7 separate regions of the Mus musculus genome follow, and all the other regions are linked to region 7. The links are chromatin contacts, called in public Hi-C, HiCAR-type, HiChIP or PLAC-seq and promoter capture Hi-C maps. All regions are on one chromosome and are shown on one strand. Each heading gives the region's core, a stretch centred on a gene start, on an enhancer-like site or on the middle of the called end of the contact. The rest is flanking DNA. Distances are from core to core; before and after follow the strand shown. Region 1 holds the start of Gab2 (growth factor receptor bound protein 2-associated protein 2). Region 2 holds the start of Emsy (EMSY, BRCA2-interacting transcriptional repressor). Region 3 holds the start of Thap12 (THAP domain containing 12). Region 4 holds the start of Tsku (tsukushi, small leucine rich proteoglycan). Region 5 has its middle 20 kb from the start of Tsku. Region 6 holds the start of Gucy2d (guanylate cyclase 2d). Region 7 holds the start of Aqp11 (aquaporin 11).

Evidence for each region. Promoter capture Hi-C pulls out the DNA fragments that hold promoters and counts their contacts. A called contact is a pair of places that touch in the nucleus more often than the background predicts. HiCAR-type assays count read pairs that join an accessible place to other places. HiChIP or PLAC-seq counts read pairs in DNA pulled down with a chosen protein or histone mark.
Region 1: a contact with region 7 is called in a promoter capture Hi-C map of pre-B cells, with 4 times the contacts expected there. The contact joins the promoter of Gab2 here to the promoter of Aqp11 in region 7. A contact is called at or near these places in 1 of 39 promoter capture datasets (pre-B cells), 1 of 484 Hi-C or Micro-C datasets (the G1E-ER4 cell line) and 2 of 115 datasets of contacts at active chromatin or transcription factors (bone marrow-derived macrophages and pancreatic cancer cells).
Region 2: a promoter capture Hi-C map of pre-B cells shows a contact between it and region 7, with 2.8 times the contacts expected there. The contact joins the promoter of Emsy here to the promoter of Aqp11 in region 7. A contact is called at or near these places in 2 of 39 promoter capture datasets (liver and pre-B cells) and 1 of 115 datasets of contacts at active chromatin or transcription factors (extraembryonic endoderm stem cells).
Region 3: a contact with region 7 is called in a FOXA1 HiChIP or PLAC-seq map of pancreatic cancer cells. The contact joins the promoter of Thap12 here to the promoter of Aqp11 in region 7. A contact is called at or near these places in 4 of 39 promoter capture datasets (erythroid cells, liver and pre-B cells), 1 of 484 Hi-C or Micro-C datasets (the G1E-ER4 cell line), 2 of 115 datasets of contacts at active chromatin or transcription factors (bone marrow-derived macrophages and pancreatic cancer cells) and 1 of 9 other capture datasets (liver).
Region 4: a contact with region 7 is called in a HiCAR-type map of astrocytes, with 3 times the contacts expected there. The contact joins the promoter of Tsku here to the promoter of Aqp11 in region 7. A contact is called at or near these places in 1 of 39 promoter capture datasets (embryonic stem cells), 2 of 484 Hi-C or Micro-C datasets (both in embryonic stem cells) and 3 of 115 datasets of contacts at active chromatin or transcription factors (astrocytes, embryonic forebrain and pancreatic cancer cells).
Region 5: a contact with region 7 is called in a Hi-C map of the G1E-ER4 cell line, with 4 times the contacts expected there. The contact joins the enhancer-like site here to the promoter of Aqp11 in region 7. A contact is called at or near these places in 9 of 39 promoter capture datasets (the 3T3-L1 cell line, the C10 cell line, cranial neural crest and 5 more), 3 of 15 datasets of contacts at CTCF or cohesin (the NIH/3T3 cell line, embryonic stem cells and large pre-B cells), 16 of 484 Hi-C or Micro-C datasets (the G1E-ER4 cell line, the N1E-115 cell line, embryonic stem cells and 4 more), 5 of 115 datasets of contacts at active chromatin or transcription factors (T-cell acute lymphoblastic leukemia, astrocytes, embryonic forebrain and 2 more) and 1 of 9 other capture datasets (embryonic stem cells).
Region 6: a promoter capture Hi-C map of liver shows a contact between it and region 7, with 4 times the contacts expected there. The contact joins the promoter of Gucy2d here to the promoter of Aqp11 in region 7. A contact is called at or near these places in 10 of 39 promoter capture datasets (the 3T3-L1 cell line, 3T3-L1-derived adipocytes, cranial neural crest and 5 more), 5 of 484 Hi-C or Micro-C datasets (the N1E-115 cell line, embryonic stem cells, nephron progenitors and 1 more), 3 of 115 datasets of contacts at active chromatin or transcription factors (T-cell acute lymphoblastic leukemia, bone marrow-derived macrophages and large pre-B cells) and 1 of 9 other capture datasets (embryonic stem cells).

Annotation. Positions count from the first base shown.
Region 1 is chr7:97,080,373-97,083,106 of GRCm38.p6, forward strand. It overlaps Gab2 (growth factor receptor bound protein 2-associated protein 2), which reads left to right and starts at 1,379. Exons shown (of 10, transcript NM_010248.2): 1 at 1,379-1,534. The coding sequence starts at 1,454.
Region 2 is chr7:98,655,305-98,658,004 of GRCm38.p6, forward strand. Emsy (EMSY, BRCA2-interacting transcriptional repressor) reads right to left here and starts at 1,265. Exons shown (of 20, transcript NM_172280.2): 1 at 1,170-1,265.
Region 3 is chr7:98,701,822-98,704,743 of GRCm38.p6, forward strand. Thap12 (THAP domain containing 12) reads left to right here and starts at 1,426. Exons shown (of 5, transcript NM_028410.2): 1 at 1,426-1,657. The coding sequence starts at 1,569. Gm15506 (predicted gene 15506) reads right to left here and starts at 1,107. Exons shown (of 1, transcript NR_144495.1): 1 at 1-1,107. It also overlaps the pseudogene LOC108167485.
Region 4 is chr7:98,359,792-98,362,849 of GRCm38.p6, forward strand. It overlaps Tsku (tsukushi, small leucine rich proteoglycan), which reads right to left and starts at 1,497. Exons shown (of 2, transcript NM_001024619.3): 1 at 1,451-1,497.
Region 5 is chr7:98,340,268-98,343,008 of GRCm38.p6, forward strand. No RefSeq gene overlaps it. Among named protein-coding and RNA genes, the nearest start is that of Tsku, 20 kb to the right of the region's middle. Within about 2 kb of position 1,309, at least 96 of the 459 cell types and tissues checked have an H3K27ac peak or open chromatin away from gene starts, as enhancers often do. A contact at or near this core is called in the G1E-ER4 cell line, the NIH/3T3 cell line, T-cell acute lymphoblastic leukemia and 1 more, where this site is marked.
Region 6 is chr7:98,439,163-98,441,953 of GRCm38.p6, forward strand. Gucy2d (guanylate cyclase 2d) reads left to right here and starts at 1,254. Exons shown (of 19, transcript NM_001130693.3): 1 at 1,254-1,353. The coding sequence starts at 1,347.
Region 7 is chr7:97,736,972-97,739,938 of GRCm38.p6, forward strand. It overlaps Aqp11 (aquaporin 11), which reads right to left and starts at 1,276. Exons shown (of 3, transcript NM_175105.3): 1 at 398-1,276. The coding sequence starts at 1,016.

The sequences.
Region 1 (2,734 bases), core at 129-2,628, 660 kb before region 7:
TGCCTCTCCGGTTCATGCATCAACCACACAACTCCCTGTTGATAAAGTGGGTTACTAAGCAACTTCATGAGAAACTAGAAGGGAACCTACCTTTTAAATGCTGTTTGGAAAGGTACTTTGTGAGTTAAAAAAAGAACTCTTACCAAAGGTTTTGGTTTTGCTTTTCTTTTTCCTCCACTTTCCCCCTGGAGCACTGGTGTTGGGTGTTTGCTTCCTGGTCCTTTATCTCAACCCTCTCAGCACAAGCCAGTGAGAAAAAGATCTCTATATTCACATTTATATAGGAGAGATCTCTTATAAAGTCAATGAGTGGAAACTCTGGACATTTTTATCACAATTTCTTGTTCTTTTATACCTCCTTGTTTTCCAATTCATTGTGTTCTGCAAAACTTACAGTTTCCTTTTACTGGATTCAGTTTTCCCAGAGGCACTATGGGAGAGCGCCAGCTGGACTTTGTTTCTCAGCAATAAGATCTAGTCCCGTCCAGTCCCCCCACACCCCCCCCCCAAGCACCCTTTGATCTACAGACATTACTGCAGTAATGTCACTCTGGGAAAAAAAAAAAAAAACAGGAGAGAAGATTCCCCTCCCCTCCTCCCAAAACACCTGGATTAGAAAGGCCTGCATTGTGTCAGCTGTGTGGCTTCAGGCTATCTGTAAAATGGGTATAATTATGACCTATCCAATTTGTAAGGCAGTGAAGATAATCGCTGTGGAAGGTGAATGCAGTAAGCTCCCAGCACACAGTATGTCTGTTTGCTGCTTCTCTGGCCTAGAGATGTGAGAGTTAACTTACAGTGAAGCAGGACTCATTTCAGCCAGAATCGGACTTACTGAAACCTGAAACTGTGGGAATGGACAGGAAACCGGAGCAGTCCTTGGATCTCTGTCCTACTCTTCCACGACGCTGGGGAAGAGGGGTTGAGCATAGGCTCAACGTTCGACCTAGGGTGGATAGCCTCTGGCCTTCCCTCACCCTAGCACCGGCACCACCCAGAGGTCTTCACGACCCCGCCTGCAGCTCCAGGCTTAGAGGGGGGAAAAAACCAACAACAGCCACCAAGACCCTGAGGACGCAGCTGCTGGCGACAGCTCGTCTCACGGCCTCCGGGCCTGTGGGGTCCAGGCTAACTGGCCTCTGCGCCGGCTGCCCTCGGGGACCTCGCGGGGCTGTGGGCGTGGCGAGCGCCCGCCTGCTGAGGCGCCCTGGTGGGGCTGTGTGTGTGTGTGTGTGCGCGCGCGCGCGCGCGGCCGGAGGGCGGGGGGGGGGGGTGGAACTCGAGCGCGCGCAGGCAGCCGGGCCCGCGCGCCTCACTGCCTCGTCCTCGCCCCGGGGCTGCCGGGCCCCTCCCCTCCCCCGCGAGCCGCGCACCGGCAGCCGGCTGACCCAGCAGCCCGCGCCCGCGCCCTTGTCCGCGCGAGCCGGCGGCGGGCTCCAGTTTAGCCGGCGACATGAGCGGCGGCGGCGGCGACGACGTGGTGTGTACCGGCTGGCTGAGGAAATCGCCTCCCGAGAAGAAGTTGAGGCGCTATGTGAGTGAGGCGAGCGGGCGAGCGGGCGCGGCCCGGCGGGAGGGCGGCCGGGGGCTGTCCCGCGGCCTCGGAGATGGGGGCGCTGAGAGAGGCCGGGCGCGGCGAGCCGGGGCCCCGCGGCCTCCGAGGGCGAGAGCGGCGGGCGCGAGTGGGGCGCCTCACACCTGTCACAGGTGCGCCGCCGAGGGGCGGGGCGCAGGTCGGGGCTGCGGCTGCCGCCTGCCTCCCCGAGAACTCCTCGCTCGCCGAGCCGAAGTTTGGAGCGATTGTTCCGGGCGACCGGGAGAGTAAAACGCCCGGGGCCGAAGGAGCCGAGTCGCCCCGATCGGGAGGGTAGGCTGAGGGGCCGCGCGGCCCCGGGCCCACAAAGGGCGAGGCGCCGGCGCCCCTCTCCCGGTCCCTTTCTCTGTCCGCCCCTCCCCGGTGGCCGCCTTGCTTCCTTCCAGTCTGCGGCCACTACATCACGGGCAGCGTCAGCGGCATGTGCAGCGCTTGTATTAAGTGACTCATTTGTTTGTCCCCCTTCTTTCCCATTATTCCGAATGTTTCTCACATACCCCCCCCCCCCACACACACACACCGCGGTCCTCCGCCCCACGGGGTGACACTGCAGTTTGGTCCTCAATAACTGGCCAGAGTTTTGTGTCGTCTGGTGTCTGGGGTCTGAAGATGTGGCTCTGAATTGCTAGGTGGTGCGAGCTGGCTGTGTGTAGTGAAATTGGTGGGACGGGCCGTCCCCTCTACGTGAGAAACTGGCAGTTGGGGTCGGGGCACCCACTTCTTGTCTACCGAGCTCAGAGAACAAAATGGTGCCAGGATCCGAGATTGGGGTAGTCTGAGGAGTTTAGAAACGGAAAGTCCGTTAAAGGAGTGCAGGTCCTCCCATCTTCTCGCTCTCCACTTGCCAAGAATCGTCCTTGTTCTGCTGCCTGGGAGTGCTGGACTCTGAGAAATCACTCCCACAGCCTGGAAGTGAGCGGTCGCTTCCAGCTGCAGTGCATCAAGGGAGCTCCCAACAGACCCTGCCCTCTGTCAGCTGCACTAGTGGCTGGCCATGGGGGACAGAAGCTTACCAGAGTTTCCTGTCTCTACTCCCCAGATCAGAATCAAGGGACTTCTGGCCTCTGGACTGAGGAAGTGACATTCTGTTTTTCAAAGGAAGTGTTGTTGGGGAGTGCAAGTGTGTCAATGAAACCAGGC
Region 2 (2,700 bases), core at 15-2,514, 920 kb after region 7:
TTTCCTTAATAATAAGTTAGGAGATAAAATAAGCAAACGGTGGAGCATGTCATTTGGATAAATGAAACTCAATAACTCTTTTCTCAAGTTTTGGCAGTAAAAAAAGAGTCATTTCGACCAGTTACCAAAAGTTTAAAAGCCTAGAATTTCGCACTGTGAATTCCTTGGTCAAACAAAACTACACTACAGGTTGAGAACTCAGTAGATCTTCCTTAACATCTGTTAAACTGATAAATGGATGGTCAGCAGCAGAGTAGAATGAATGAATGAGCCAGCCTAAGAGTCAAACACTAAACCGATATGACTCTTCAACTGCGTTCCAGGCTCTGGGTTGCTAACTCCAACTCTTGGCCTCAAGTGGAGCCCCCTTCCCCCTACTTCCCATAGTCCTCTGAGCTCAGAACCAACTCTGAGCGAGCCAAACTGGATGGCGCGCCCCAGCTGGCAGGATGACATAAAGAAAGGGGGTGGAGAGGAGGAAGGGGCAGAGCCAAAGGAATCCGCTCGCTCCCCAAGCCAGTCCCCGCCTCCCGGTAGAATCTCGGAGGCGGCCGGCGACCGCCCGAATCGGGTACCACGTCACGGCATCCCAAAGCATCCCCTCCAGGGAAACGCACGGCGGGGCCGCACAGCAAAGGAAAGCCGGGCAGCAGAAGCCGGAGCGTGCTCCCGGCACCGGGGTCGCACCGACTCCGTCCCCCGCTCAAGTGTCAGCAGGCAGCCCGCCCCGCCCCCTCTCTAAACACGCACTCGCTCACAGCACCACAACAAGAGCAGCCCGCCCGGCTCCTCGCCCGCGCGGCTCCGAGCGGGTTCCAATGTCAAGCCCGCGCCCCCGCGGCCAGCAGCCAGTCTTGGGAACCCTGGCCAGCGTCCGCGCCTCGCGCACTCCTCAGCGGAGACGACAACGGAGAAAAAGCGGGGGCACGGACAGACAGTCAGACAACCCGGAGTCGCCTCGGGGCTCCTAGACCTCGACCTCCGGCGTCCCATCACCAGGCATGCCGGAGTCGCCCTCAGTCCACTTGAGGGAGCCCCGCGATCCCGTTAGGAAACAACGGAGGATGGGGCTGACCGACCCAAGCCGGGCTCCCCGTGCCTGGCCAAGCGCTCCCCTACCCTGGATAGCCTGCCAGCTTTTCCCAGGACCCTGCCTGAGAGACACCCACCTGCCCGGCCTTTCGGGGCTCATCTAAAAGGCTCCTCCGCCAAGACTAGGGGACACCAGGAATTAGGTTTGTTTGCGGTGCCTCAGAAGGGGCAAGATGGCGACAGATACCAGAGCGCAGGCGCAGGCGCGCGCGGCTCGCCGGGAGGTGTAGTTCGCCTTTCCCGCCTTTTGAGAAACGAGCACTCAAAAGCCTCCATTCTTCCTGTCCCTTTTCCTCTGCCTTTTGAAAGGAAAGGGCGGACAACGCGGGTCCTAGTGGGAGTTGTAGTCCGAGTCCAACCTCGCTCCTCTTTCTCTTGCTGCTTGCTGGTCACATGCGCAAGGAAGTCTGGGAGTGTAGTTCCTTTCGGCTTCTACATTACCCTCCAGTCTCCAGCTTCGCGCGCCTATCCTCCGGTCTTTCCCAGCCAATCAGCTGCTCTTTCGGCTGTACGTGTGGCGTCACACGTAGCGGTCAAGATGGCGTCTGTAATTGGAGCTGAGCTTCGACCTTTTCACTCTAGCGAGGGTTGGGATGAAAAGAACACAGCTTGGTCCCTGATGCCCAGTTGAGGATTAAGATCTGGTTCCGTAGACGCTTGGGAGTAGTCATCAGCGTCTTCCAGCCACCCAAACGACAACTCAAGAAAGGTTATCCACTACGGAGAGAGAAGACCTCACAGTGGCCCGTACACCTTTCTCGGTGTTAGGAGTTGCAAGTGGAGGAAAGGAATCCGAGCGGTCTCAGCTTGGAGTTACGCCATGTACGAAGTAGGAGAGGTAGTGATATCTCGTGCAAAATCTGACAAAGGGAAGAAGGGACTTACTTGAGGCACTACGACATGGTAGGTTCACCATCAGCCTTTGTTCTTAACCACACAATGTTGTGGAGGCCTTGTGCCCCTATTTTACAGATCGATAGGGACCCAATATATTGTTTCTCTGATCCAAGAACTCAAAGTTAATTTCTAGTATTATAAATCCCATCGAATTTTGTTGTGTCCTCCCTCTAAATAAAGAACTCTGGTAGCATCGGATGCAATGAAAGTGCAAATCTTGAGGAATTGTTAGTGTGCATCCTTCTGTTAGCAGATTCCCGTGAAAACTAGGGTAACCACTGGGAGGACATCTAGCTCAATGGCAGATTGCTTGTCAAGTATGTGCAAGACCTGGAGACCTGAATCGGATTCCTAGCACTAAGGGATGTTAGGATGGACACACGAGAAAAACTACCCTGTGGGAATATTAAGATACACAACGTGAATGAAAGTTCTTTTCCTAGTTCATTATGAATTACATTTATAATCTCAGCACTGTAGAAGTGGAAGAAGATGAGGAATGCAGGGTCAGACTGGACTGCAAGAGACACCGAGACCAAAACAAGAAAAAAGAAGAAGTTTTTAAGTAAATTGTGAACCACTGCATATGAGTCTACTCCTGCTCCTGAATGGAGCTGTAGGTTAGTCAGAAATAAAAAGGACCATTTCCTATACAGCTCTCCTGGCCTTCTTATTGCACCCTATTTTGAGGTCAGTTTCTTAAGAATACCT
Region 3 (2,922 bases), core at 176-2,675, 960 kb after region 7:
GTCTGATACCGTAGCAGTCGTCAGATCTCCTACTCTCTGAGCATGCTCCCTGCAGAAGGTGGCTGGCAGGGGCCCGACTTCTGGGATTCTACACAGGCAGAGCCATTTCCTCATCAGCACTCTGCTGCAGCTAACTCCACATCTCAGAACTTGTCCTCTTTTCCCTCACCTATAAACTAGCGTTCTTAATTTCCTTTGAATGACCAGATGGACACTCAAATTTCCCCAAGTTCAGGCTGATCCTTCAAAATACTTGCTATAGCTTTGACAGACGTTTTTCTCGTGTTCAGGTTTCCTTTCAGAATGAATCTAATGGTTTCTTTCTCTAAATGTAATTTCTTCAGCCATCCTTCTCACTGTTAACTGCTTGTTCACACAAAGTCCGTGACCTTTTGGATATTTGCATCCGTTCTGTGGGTGACTGGACGACTACTTCATGGATCATCTCAGACATTTTCCCACCCTTCTTTAAACCTTTTGTGCCAGTCAAATACTCAAGCCCTCGACACCACTTCACCCCCATACGCTTCTTTCAAAAGTGGTGGGTCTTACTTGCAGACGTGTTCGATTTTACGCAAAATTTGATACTTTGTTCTAAATAGCGGCCACTCATTTTGAAACAAAACCATACAGGAACGTTATCAGGCCAGGACTGTGAGAAGCCTGAGGTAAAAATCTCTAGGGTGCTGCTGGCCTAATCATTGCACTATTCCTGCCTCTCTGGAAACCACCAAGGAAGTTACTGCTTTTCTGAGCTTTTACCCTAGCGTCTAGTCAAGGTGTGCGGCTAGCAATCTAGCACTAATTCGGTCACAGAGTAACCGGAAGGCAAAACGGGTTAAAAATTAAATCCTCTACAACTCATGTTTGCGTTCAACCCGCGAGTTGTTTCAAAGCAATCGCAAGGGTCATCCCGAATCTGTTGCCTTTAAGAGTCTACGGTGACTCACGCAATGGACGCATGAACCGTGACAACTTTTACACAAGCCGGGCAGACGCAGCCGTGAAGTAACGTTCTAGCTTGCCCTGGATCTGCAGGAACCCGCACACAGCAAACCTACCCGAATAACCCGGGGTTGCGCTCGCCAGTCCCGGGGAGACTACAGCGCATGCGCAATTCCTTCCTTGCGCGGGTTGGGTTGTGCGCATGTGCATTGAGACTACGCAGCTGGCCCGACCCTCTCGAGTGCGCATGCCCGCCCGCAGGGACGGTCGCCTGCGAAGAGGGCGGGGGCGGATAGCTGAGGGAAGAGAGGGCACCCTCCAGCGCCAGGGTGCATTGTGGGAAGGAGGCGGTAGCGTCCCGGGCGGGCTGGAGGTGCAGCAGCGGCGGCGGCGGCGGTAAATCCTCCCGGCCGCACACAGCACTGTGGAGCCGCGGCCCCAGCCCAGCCTCGGCCCGCGCGCCCCTCCTGCCCCTCGCGGCTTCGCGCGCCAGCCCCTCCTCCGCGCGCGGCCTTGCGGAGCCGGCCGGCCGGCCCAGCTCCCCTCCCCGGCCCCGCGGGGCGGCCGCGCTGCCCTGACGAGGCGGGGAGGGGAGGGCTGGACCGGCCGGCGGCCGGACGACCATGCCGAACTTCTGCGCTGCCCCCAACTGCACACGGAAGAGCACGCAGTCTGACCTGGCCTTCTTCAGGTTCCCGCGGGACCCGGCCAGGTGAGTGGGGCGCGGAAGCTTCAGGGACTTGCGCGCACGTGCGCTCGCGGGCACCCGGCCCAGTGGGTGCCACCCGGGGGCGCGAAGGCGGATGAAGTGGGCGCTTAGCGCCTTTGGTGGTCCGACGCGGTTCCTTAGCTGTCAAAGAAGTAACCCTTCTCCAGGGCTGTGTTCCCAGGGGCCCTGCCTTCCCCCGCGTCACTGGTCTCTTCTAGGACAGTGTTTCTGTTTGGAGGCGAGCCGCTTTCTTTGATCTTAAATCAGGTCACAACTGCCTCCTTCGGACTTGTCAACCCAGTGTTCAAATGCCGACCGTTACTCATTGTCTCCCTTGGTTGTTGGGACCACAGAGGACAAGTGTGAGGGCGTGGGAATATGGTATTGCAACTTCACTTTTCCTTGGGGTAGTTTATAATCTGGGACGTAGTCTGAGAATCATAGGGACTTAGTGTGATAGACTGCAGGTAGTTCTCAGAGCTCTCCTGTTGGCTCATTCGTTTAAAAATCAGTGCTTAACCATGTTTGAAGTACTCATGTCAGGTGCTGGAGACTCGAGTGAATTTTGTCACGGACGGCAGAAAGCACCTAATCCACAGAGAGAGAGAGCAGATCTATCAACGAGCGCTGAATATAGCATGATATTAATTGAGCAAATATTTATTGAAAGCCGACAGTTGGTAGAAATTGGTCAGAGTATGAGAGTGGGTAACATGAACCAATGAAAATCCCTCTTCTCAGAGGTTACATTCAAGTCTTGGGAAATTGGCAAGTAAAATATTTATAATACCGTGTCCAATAATGAAAAATATCCTGAAGAAAAATACAGCAGGGGTTGGAAGGGCTTTTAGCTAGGGAACAGGTGGAAAGATAGCTCAATGCTGAAGAGCACTTATACTCGCAGAAGGCCTGGGTTCTATACCCACATTAGGTGACTTCAGTTCCAGGGGATTACACAACCTCTTCTGGCCTTCCTGTGTACCAGGTATGCTCAAAGTGCAAAACGCTCGTGCATATACCAGAGCAGATTAAAGAAAAAAGCATAGCCAGGGAGCTGAGCAGTGGACATTGTCTGTTATCCCAGCGCTGAGGAGGCAGGGAGAATTGAGATTTGAAGCAGGCCTGGGTTAGAGTAAGTTCCAGGCCAGTTAGGGCTGTAGTGTGAGTCTTGTCTCATGAACCCGTTTAAAAAAAAAAGTATAAAAAACGGAGGCACAGTTTCTATTTTAAACATAACAGAAAAAAGTCTCACCATAATGAATCTGAAC
Region 4 (3,058 bases), core at 247-2,746, 620 kb after region 7:
GCCTTTCCCAAGTTTGTCCCCCACTCCCACTCCGACGGGGTAGTACTGACCAAAGTTCTAAGTTACAAACTGGGGTGGATGGTTGGGGAAAAAAAGTGTTTGACTTATCTTTGCCACCCAGGATCAAAAGCTCGGACAGGATGGAGCCCCTCCCACTCTGAGGGCTTTGCAAGTCTAGACTTATCCGAAAGGCTAGCATGGAGCAAGAAAGGATCAAAGTTTGAGTCACCTCTGAGCCTGGCCAAGTGTGGGCGGGAGCCGCTTTCAGCTAAGCTCGCCACGCTGGTTACCACCACGGTGCGCTCCGCTCCCACGGCATAGAGTTCTTCTCACTTCATCCACATCAGTGACCGAATCTCAACGGGCTCTGCAACACGCCCGTGCCCTACGTGAGCCATTGGCCATCCCTTGGGAAACTAGTGTGTGGAAAGCCCCTTTTCATCACAGCCCAATCAGGGCTAGGGGCCGCGAGCAGGCCGGATGCAGACAAACCGTGGCTTTTCTCACCTACTGGATTGGAAGGTTCGTCCCCTCACTCTGGGGTCGGGTTAAAGCAGAGCCGGAACTCAAAGCCAATCAAGTCTCTCCACCAAACAGACTGATCTCAGTCCGCACTCACTCTGTCCCCGGAGCGCAGAGCAGACTACTGCCAGCAGTACGCTATTCCCGGGTCTCTGGCCTCAGGCCGGAGCCCAGACCAGCGGTGTCCCCTCCCTCCTCCCACTGGGGTCCAGTGAGGGTGTCCCGCACGCTCCGCCCAGTCCTGGCCCGGGCCAGTCGCCAGGCACTGCAGATCACCCCCAACCCACCAAATCCATCTCATCCCCTCCCGGCTCAAAGGACCTCCGGAGGTGAGACAGAGAAGGGCTGCCAACAGGCGTTGCCGGAGGAACCCAGAGAAAAGTTTGAAGCCAAGTAGGGGGAAAACGATGGACAGAAAGGGAGCAGAGAGTCGGGGCAGCTTCAGGGCTCTCAGTGCGCACATACCCCACAGATACTCAACTCAGACACGTCGACAAGCATAGACCACGTATGCGGACACTAGGAGCGCCCACCGGTCCCCACAACCAAACGCAAGGCTGCAAAACGGGGACACTGGAGCGAGATAGCCATGCAAAGCCACGCACACACAAAGGCAAGGCAGATGCTGGCTTCCGAACCCAAATCCACAAAAGACCCAGTACCGTGAGATGCACGTGTTCTTACAAAGACCCTGGAGGCGCCGGCCCACGCCCACGACCCCCAGGCAGAGCCTTTGTCTCCTGAAAGCCCTCACCCTTGCTCCCCCGACTCTATGGCTCGGTGTCCCGGAAAAGTTGAGGGGCCTTGGCAGGACCCGGACCCGCCCCTCGCGCTGGCCTGCTCACGGGATGGGGCGGTGAGGTTGGAGTCCCGGGCTCCAAACCTCCAAATGCGCGCCGATCTCGCTGCGCCTCCCGACAGCACCCACCTGGCAGGTCTGCAGTTGTCGCCTCGGCACGCTCACCTAGGCGACCCGGCGTTGGCCCATGGGCCGGCGCTTTTCTCCGCGCCGCTCGTCCCGCCCCACGTCCCCGCCCGCCGCCGGGCTCCCCTTGCTCGGCACCCAGTGGCTGCACCGGCAACAGGCCAGGAAGCTCAGGGAGCGTCGTTAAAGTGCAAGTCTAGGGGGGCGTTTTAGCAGCCCTGCCCCCGCCGGCCGAGCACGGGTTCCACCCTAGGGAGCGTCTAAAAAGTGCGCGGTTCCCTCCTACTCCACAAGGCCTCTCCCAGCTTCCTGCAACCCGGATCCCTGCCCCCTCTGCCTTCCTTCAGTTGCGCGTCCCAGTAATCTCAGCAGATGGCCGCTGGGTCGGGAACATCTGGAGGTCGCCAGTGTGTGTGTGTGTGTGTGTGTGTGTGTGTGTGTGTGTGTGTAGGAAAGCAGAATTAGTTGGCAAGAATGGGTGGGTGAGGGTTTTTCTCTCAAATTCTCCCCTACCCCACTTAAAAAAAAAGTTTTAAAAAAGGTCCAGAGTCACTAATGGGTGTGTTTGAGAAAAGAGACAAGGCAGAACAGAAGAGAGAGAGAGCAAAAGCAGGAAAGCTGGCAGACACCAAGTGAGGGAGAAAGCAACAGACTTAACAGACATATTTTTTTTCCTGGAGGGAAAGTCAACTTCTGGCTGGATTTCCAAGAAGGGAAACTGCTCTGTAGTAGCGGCTTAAGTCTTCCATCCTCTTCTGCCGAAATTATTTGCATATATATATATATATATATATATATATATGCAAATATATATGATATATGACATGTGTGTGTTTGAAAAAAAATACATGAGTGAAGAGAGAAATTGCCTGCTGCAGGTACTTCTATCCACATACCCAGACAGTGCCTATCTCCAGAGGGAAGTAAAGGGTTAGAGGGAAGTGTGGTATTGTCTCTGGACCTCCCAGGAACTTGCCACCTTGGAAAGGGCCCCTGGGTGGGGAACTCCAGCCATGTTTCCCTGCCGTGGCCCAGGCTTGTTGCACACAGTCTTTTCATTTCTTTCTTCCTTATTATTTAAAAACAGAAATCTTTGCTTGGGCTTGTGCGTGTCTGCCCGAGGAAAAGGAAGTTCCCAGTCAGCAAAGTCAAGTTCACACTCAGAAGAAAGTGGTTGTTCAGACCCTTCCCTTCCCTCCACCATGTGGCCCTGGGGACTCACCTGGGCTGAACCCTGCTATTAATGAGGAGAGGGGACAATGGTCCCTGTCTCCTAGGAGGGGGAGGCAGGATAACTGTCAGTGTGAAAGCCTAGCTCTGGAGAAAGAATGTTTCAAAAAGCCAAAAGAGGGAAAGAAAAAAAAAATCCATCATCCTTGGGAATAGGAGGTCTTTAGGGGAATCTTTTTACTGTGGCCTCGTCTGAAATCGTATCCAAGTGGGCAGGGTCACCCTTACAATTTAGTGCTATACTACCAATTTTCTTGGAGCCTCCTGGGCAGAGTCTGAACTCCTCTTCCTATGGAGTAGGAATACAAGAGGAATGATGTAGAGTTGGTGAAAGAATTAATAGTTAGACCAAAGTAGGGGAAGGGGAATAGGTTTATTGAA
Region 5 (2,741 bases), core at 59-2,558, 600 kb after region 7:
AATGCTCCTTATGGAGATGCTCCCAGAGTTGAAGGAGCAGTAGAGCCTATGCTGAGGGCAGTACCTGGTTACCTTGGTAACGCTTTGCAAAGGGTCTCTGGGTTTGATGTTAAGCTTGTATCAGTGCCTGGGCAGCTTACTCTCTGGTTTCCATCCTTTGCTTTGAGTCAAGTCTTTAAACAACCCTCTACGGGTGGCAGACAGCAATGCTCTTTAAGCCCAGATTTTATCACTAATCAGTTATGGGACCTGGCCAAACTGTTTTCTCCCTCTGCTCCGTTTCTTATCTCTCTGATAAAGCAAGAAGGAAGCCATCGCAGGGCTGGATTCATCAGACTCCTTTTTGTTGATAGGGATTTTGTTGTTTGTTCCTTCGCTTGCTTTTTGCTCTTTGTTTTGTTTTGTTTTGTTTTGTTTTGTTTTGTTTTGTTTTTTAACTCCAGAAACAGTTCAAACCCTTTACATTCATTCTCATTGACATCTTTACCACCGAGCTGCCATCGTCACAGTTGATGGTAATGACTTCCTCTCTGGCAGCTCTGGCCAGTTCTGTACTCACACAGCAGTGATCTTTGTGTGTCCAGGCCATCCTTCAGATGGCTGAGCTGCTGCCTCTGCAGTGGGGGTGGGGTGGGATGCACACCCCCACAGTGTAGCCTCCCGGGCAGCCGAGGCCTCTGTCCTTGCCCTGTTGGCTTTACACTGCACACCTGCCCACTGTCCCTTTCTCACGGGCGAGGCATCTGAGTTTCCCCTGGGAAGTGTCCCTGCAGGCCTCGCTTGGCCTCCATTCAGACCTCAGCTCAGAGGTAAGAGCGCGGAGACCCGATTCTCTCCTATGAACACTGATCTATTGCTTCTGTACCTTGTGGCAGTATGTAGTGTGGTCTTGTTTAACATGTCCAGTGTGTGTGGGCTGTCCCTTCCCAACTAGGTGCCAACATCTCGAACATCAGAGACTTTAGTCGCTGATCTTTCCTCAGTACCTATCCCTGGGTTTGGACATAGGAAACTCTAAAACAAAATAACAGAACAAAACAAAAACCCTATTTATTAGGGAACCTGGATTAATATTTTTCAATTCTATGAAACAGAGAGCAGGAAAGTTCTTGTAGCAGAGGGGACTATGTGAAGAGAATGGAGTTCCTGGTAACCGTGAAAAATTCTGGTCATCAGATACGTGCTTCTGAATTTGCCCTCTGCTCCGGACCTGTAGCATCCTCCAACTCACTTGTTGCTTCTGTCAGTAGGAGTCCAGGAAGGAAGCAGGAAATAGAAGCCCAGGAGCTTCCACCAGAGTAGGAATCCCAGCGCCACCTGCCGGGCATTAACTCCATGACAAGCTTAGCCGGAAGCTCTTAGTTCCGCCCCGTCAGACCCTCGGAACTGAAGTCCGGGGCCTGACTACGCAGTCACTTTGCTTTCTTGTGTTGCTGGCCTGGGGCTCCTTCATGGGAGGCTATGGGTCAGGGCTGAGTTTAGCCTATCCCGGGGTGCCCCAAGACGATGTGTAGGGTCTCTGCTAGATGCAAGGCTTTGGAGGCAGATAGGGGAGGCGTCCAAACCCACGGAGAACTGAGCTGAGCCCCCTTTCCCGCCTCCTCACAACCCACCCCTCCTTCTTCCTTAATCCACTTGTCACTCTTAGAATTCTGTCGCCTTTGACTTCGAGTTTTATTTTTCTTGTCATCTCTCACAGGTCCACTAGAGAAAGTGGTTACCCCTCGTGAATTAGCCTCCTGCCGGTCCTTTGGGCCAGCCTGTCAGCTACAACATCATCTTAGCCCCCTCTATCTCTCCTCTCCTCTCCTCTCCTCTCCTCTCCTCTCCTCTCCTCTCCTCTCCTCTCCTCTCCTCTCCTCTCCTCTCCTCTCCTCTCCTCCCTGACACCCCCCTCTCCTCTCTTCTCTTCTCTCATCTTTTTTTCTTTTCTTTTCTTTTCTTTTCTTTCCCTTCCCTTTCCTTTTTCTTTTCTTTTCTTTTCTTTTCTTTTCTTTTCTTTTCTTTTCTTTTCTTTTCTTTTCCATGTCAACACAAATCGTTCTAAGAGGAGAGAAAAGAGGGCAGTTTGGAGGGGGGCTTGTGACATACATCCCTGCCCTGCTTTCAAATGTGTAAGATCCTTTTGTAAACTCCAGTATCAGCTATGCAGTAGAATCCATCTGGATCTGCTTGTTCTAAGACCTGAACCACACCCACCACACCCACCCATGTGAAAGTTTAAAGATTATGTAATCCTAAAGCTAAACTGTGAGACACTTGGGAAAATAAGATGGTTTCCGGGTCTTTCTAGTACTCTGGGATTATCCTTTGCACTTCAGCTGCTCACACCCCCAAGCTGGGGCATAGACCTCCCAGAAGGAGCAAACGTGGGCCTGAGCTCCTCGCTTGGCTAACACGATTGAAATCATGCAGGGGAGGAAGATGTTTCCTGCAGCTTGAGGGAGAGACCCCTCTGAGCCCATGGGGCCATGGATGGGGGCACTTGGGGCACTCTCATCATCAGTAAGAAGGGAGAGCAGAGTGGGCGTAGGTCAAGGGGCTAGAAAACCATAGGGGAAGTTCACTGGGGTCAACTGTCCTAGCCCACCTCCAGACGGTGGGGCACACTTGCTGCCTGAGGCTCTGGCATCTGTCCTGGAGAAAGGGAGAGAAGGAGGGCAGGGCAGGGCCTCCACACCAGAAACAGCAAAATCTGGTTTCTTTCATTTATTTGTACTCATCTTTGTAGGTGTCCATGC
Region 6 (2,791 bases), core at 4-2,503, 700 kb after region 7:
TCTACCCTTTTTTAAAATTTTTATTTCTCTATGTATCTTATGTATACGAGAGCTCTATTTGCATGTATGCCTGCATGACAGAAGAGGGCATCAGATCTCATTATAAAAGGTTGTAAGCCACCATGTGGTTGCTGGGAATTGAACTCAGGACCTCTGGAAGAACAGCCAAGTGTTTTTAACCACCCAGCCATCTCTCCAGCCCCATACCTACCTTTCTAAAGACTGCATAATAATATAAAACTCTTCTGCTGAATTGTGTATCTGGTACCCTTGAGGTTCGCCACCTCGTTTTATAACATCTGTCACTTTTCAGCAGTAAAATTATTATTTGTTGACTCTTGTGCCCCTCTTTATCCTTGCTAGAAAAGATCTGTTAAGAGAAAAATGCTTTGTTCTCTCCACATGTCAATGGGGCTCACTTATCTAGGACAACACCTAGGAGGTAAGTGAGTTTGTGGGAAATGGCAGGAATAGTTGAGGCAATGGGGGGAAAGTGACTTTGACTCACTCCATGGGAGACCTGGGAAATGAGGTCTTAGTAAGTTCCAGATGAACGAATAAGGTGACAAAAACAAACAAGACACATTTCCGTGTGACAAAGTCATCTCAAGGGGAGGTGGAGTATGCTGTCAGCCCTTAGCAGAACAGAGACCTCAAGAAAAGCTGGTCCGCCAGAGAGAGTAGTGAAGGGGGATATAAGCAAGCCCTCTGGTCTGAGGTCTTAGCCACCAAAAGCCATCTCATGCAAGACCATCATGGTGCGGAAAACAGAAGCCTAAAGCAGCGATTAGCCATGGCCCTTACTGGTTCTGTAACCTGGGTCAAATTATCTAACCTCTCTGTGCCAGACTTTGTATATCTCTAAAAAGACGTAATAACGGTGCCACTGTGGATAGAATGAACTGCGCTTTGCACTTGATGGGTGCTTATCAATGCTGAGCTCTGTGACTTGTCTGGACTCCCTGCCTCCTGGGCACCCCAGAGTGGCCAGAGCTGTCCACAGTGCTGACCGAAGACACCCTCTTACCTCCTCCCTCTCCCTCCCACCCTAACTTCTTTCTCTCTCGTGTGGATCCCCAGAGCCCTGGTGTCTGAACAGATTCAATTTTCCAGATGATTTCTCTGGAATCCTAAGGGGAAGAGGGAGGGAACGAGCCATATCTGAAGCACTCCCCAGGCAGGAGTCTCGGGAAGCCAGCAGATAACAGGAGCAATGAGTGGCTAAGACACCACACAGACGTGGGAGGCCCCAAGTCAGAGAGTGCTCAGAAAGCCTCGCCTCTGAGGACCCTGGTGTGCGACCCTCCGGTCTGACAAAGATCCAGTGTCAACTCTGACAGCCCATCATGGCAGGTGAGTCTGCTGGGAGCATGCCCTGAAGAGAGCCAAAAGGGCCAGGCTGGGGGCAAGTGGGTGACCCTAGGCTGATAAGAATTCTCCATCCTTCTCCCCTGCGCTGATGTCACTCTCTCTGGCTTGGTGCCTTTGTGCAGACAAAAGCTTCCTTCTCTGTCTGTGAGCTCCAGGGCGCTGATAGGGAACCTTCAACTCCATGTGTATGGCCTCATAACCAAGTAACCTGTGGCAAACCCAAAGGCCATTACCAAATCCAAGAAATACAATCCCCTCTCCACTTCAGGGTTGCCCATTAACCTACTGGGCCCAGTGCAGAGAGACCAGAGGAGCTTACACCCTTTGAAGCAATAGGTGGAGGTAAATATGGCTAATCTCAGAGACGGAGATCTATTTCCATGTTCTACCAGCCCATGGGACATCAGTGAAAATGGACATTTAGAGACTTTAAGAGGCAAACTGAGCTCTCTGTGGTTGGGGAAACCAGGTCACAGAAAGGGGTCCAGACCCTGTGCTACAAATCAGGGCAGAGCTGTGGTAAAAGGTGGTCCCTGCTAATGTCTGTGCACCTCTGTAGGCCATTGGCTGCAGGACTCTTGTGGCAGTCTGACCAGCAGGACCTTAGGTAAGGAGTTCAATGGATGTTTTGCAGGACCAGGGGAAGTATAGCCTCTTCTCTGGGTTTCAATGTCCCCAACTGAACTCATAGGGGTTAACTTAGACATCAGCATCTTTAAAGCTCTGATATCCTCTATGAGGTATAGATAGATAGATAGATAGATAGATAGATAGATAGATAGATAGATAGATAGATAGATAGATAATTGATAGACATGATAGATATAGATATAGATGATATAGATTAGATATAGATATAGAGACAAAGCAAGTGAGGTGAGGTGGGATTTCTCTTTGGCTGGGAAGTTGGTGGCTAAGTCTGGCTCTGATTTGGTCTCACCTTTTCGTTAAGACCTCAGACAAGTCACTACCCATAATCAGTTTCTTCCTCTAAAACTGAGAGTTAAGCAAAAGCTTGATAGCTTCTGAGATGTTCCATCAAAGTCTGAGTCAGGGGTACTTCAGTAACAAGACTGTGAGGGAAGTGACTGCCACTTAGAACACTGAAGACTCATGCTCTGGTTCTCAGCTGGAGACAGACAAGGACTCTGTACATCAAGAGCTCATCCCACAGCCCCGAAGGATTCACTTCCAGGGCACATGAACCTCTGCTGGATGCTAGGAGACCACTAAGTATCACAGCAGAGGGCACTGAGCCCACAGGGCTCCGAGACAAACAGAAGACTAGCCTTTCATTCCCCAGCCCTGAAGAGTACTGAAAGCTTCAGTCAGCAGGGAAAAGTGTTGGAAACTCCACAGGAGGAGAAATTGAAACTCAACTTCCTGCCTCCTTCCTGCTAGGCTCTCTCTGTACCTTTTG
Region 7 (2,967 bases), core at 26-2,525:
ACTGACCTATCGTGCACTTTAAGCTCGAAGGAACTTTTTGACCGGATCGTTTCTCAGTAAGAGTGTCAGAAGCAATCTATACCACCTTGGCATGAGAGCCGTAACTGATAAGCTGCCTTTCTAACATTAAAACAATCCCTTTGTGGGCTATTTAAGCCTTTGGCAGTAATCTGCCACGATCTTAGTTTCGGCACCGGAGTGTCTGCTTTCTCTGGGTGTTCAAAACAGCAATGAATGAAGATCTGTATGTTGGCTCCAACTGCTAGGCTGCAAGGTGGTTAGAATAATAAGTGGCCCAGGGTAGGGTGCAGGGGGTGCTCAAATGTATCGGTAAAGAACTTAGAACCTCTGGTCATAGAGGCTCCGGACTGCCAAGTGTTTGGTAGGAATAACAAACCTGCATAGGCCAAAAAGGTGATGAGTGCAGCCAGCAGGTGGATGCGAAGCTTGGTTCGGACCTCCTGGAAGTGCAGTAGAGCGCTGTGGAAAATAAAGGAGCAGATGGCCTCTATGATGATCGCTTTGGACATGTCGGTGTGGATGGGATTCCTGCAAGCTAAGATCCTTTCGTCGTAATGGTACTTGGTCAGACTCAGGCTCCACAGGGCGCTTATGCAGTACCTGCTGCACAGGGCGCTAACCAGCTGAGCCAACAACCTCACGGCACCCATTTCGGGGGACATACCCCCCAGAATCATCTGCATCATCACGCCGCACGGGTTGCTAGCTGTGCCCACCAGGGTCAGGCCATGCACCAAGGAAAAGAAGTAGATCAGTGTCAGAGTCCAGGTGGGGTGCGCAGAGTCCTGCTCGCTCAGCACTTGGAGCTCGTGGGTGCAGCAGCAGAGCTGGAAGGTAGCTAGAAACTCCAGGACGAAGGCGTGGACCACGGGCCTGTGTAGCTGTTGCCGGGCGATCACGCGGGCCAGCCCCACGAACAGCACGAACAGCAGCATTAGCCCCAGCGAGATGCAGGTGTCCTGCACCTCGGGCCGGAGCCCCAGTAGCGCGGACATGGCTCCCTCACCGCTGGGGATGGCTGAGGGCGGCAGGGACAGAGGAGCGTCGGGGGCTGGAGTCCGAAGTCCGCCGCCCCGCCCTCCCACGCCCCTCAGGGGCGGGCCGAGTGGAGAGCCCGGGTTCCGCGCTGGAGGGCTCCTCCCCTCCCCGGCTGCGCTGTGCAGATGTGACCTGAGCCGGGGAGGGGGGGAGGGCGGGGGAAAGGAGGCGGCGAGGGAGCTGTCCCTGGGCACTGGCGGAGGGGACAACGGTCTGTAGAGCCCCACGCGCACCCGCCTTCCGCCGCCTCCCTCAGCACAGGGCCAGGGCCCCGAGACCACTGCGCACGCGCGTGGCGCCCGAGCTCTGGGCTCTCAGCGCCGGACCCCGAGCCTAAGACCGCACCACGCTGGTGCTAGAGCATGTGGCGATCGGAGCGTGGCTTGGGAACTCTGCCTTGATCTTTGCACACTCCGGAAACTGTACTCCACGGAGCCCCAGAGGTCATCTTTGCAGCCACCCCGTTTTTACTAATGGAGAGACTGAGGTTGAGGAGCGAGGAGGTGACCCTCAGGGAAGGAGCTGTGGTCAACTGGGAGTGGGCGTGAGAACCGAGGTTTGACTGGTTTGACAAGGTGTTAGAGCTTTGGTTTTCTTCACCCACACTCGAACTTTTTTCGTAAGTGTGGGGGAAAATATATATATCCATTTATGTGTAAAATTGACGTTAATTATATTCACACTTTATCTAGCTATCGCCACTATTTCCAAACTTTGGATGTTGTGTTTTATTTTTTATCGAATGCATTTGCTTAATTATCTAATTGTCTTATTTATGTTTATATATGTGCATACACACACACACACACACATATATATATATGTATGTATATACATACATACATACATACATACATACATACATACGGGGGTCGCTGTGCCCAATCTCATGTGTTCCACAAGGTGGGTCCCAGGGATCAAACTCAAGTCCTCAATTGGGCACCTTTACCTGCTGGAAGCACCTTGCCTGCAGGTGGTGGTTTAGGCATGAAGTCCTCAAAGTTTATAATGTTTATGTTATCTTCATCATGAGATATTAAAATACTAAGAAAACATTGTTTGCTTGTTCTCATTGGCATCCAGTGTGGGAAGGAAACCCTTGGATTGGTTGGCTTCCCAGAATCCTGGGACAACCTGAGGCAGGATGGAAAGAAGGGAGTTTGAGGGGCCATGGAAAGGAAGCTAGCCTGGAGCTGAAGTCTTGCACCAGCTGAGAGTCAAGTATTCCAGCACAGTTAACATCTATTGTGAAGTTTGCCTTATAGATATCCCAAATAAGAATATTAAAATAGGTGCTGGTGAGATGGCTCAGCGGTTAAGAACACTGACTGCTTTTCCGGAGGTCGTGAGTTCAAATCCCAGCAACCACATGGTGGCTCACAACCATCCTTAATGAAAAACAAATAAAAAACCTATGGTCCAGTGCGAGCGGGGCCGGAGCAAAAGGGAAGGGGGGAAAAAGGGAATATTAAAATAGTTCTGGAAGTCACTTTCTGAGGCGACCTTCCTCCTAGATGGTCTTTGTGACTTCCAACCATGGCATACCAGGGCCAGGGCCACAGAAGGTGTGGAGGGTGATGGTGCAGTCCGCCAACCTCAAGTTCAGATACTTGCCAGGCAGATTCCGGTGTGGCTGTGTGAGCAAGTGAATATTGGGAAAGAGGGATAGATGGCTGCATTATTGGCATTGAGGAGTACTTGAACCTCGTATTAGATGATGCAGACAAGATTCACCGTAAAACAAGAAAACAGCCGGGCTGGATCATGCTGAAAGATTTCTGAGTTTGAGGCCAGCCTGGTCTACAGAGTGACCTTCAGGACAGCCAGGGCTACACCGAGAAACCCTGTCTTGGGAAAAAAAAAAAAAAAAGTCTTCTAATGGGAACACAGTCTGAAACATTTATTTAT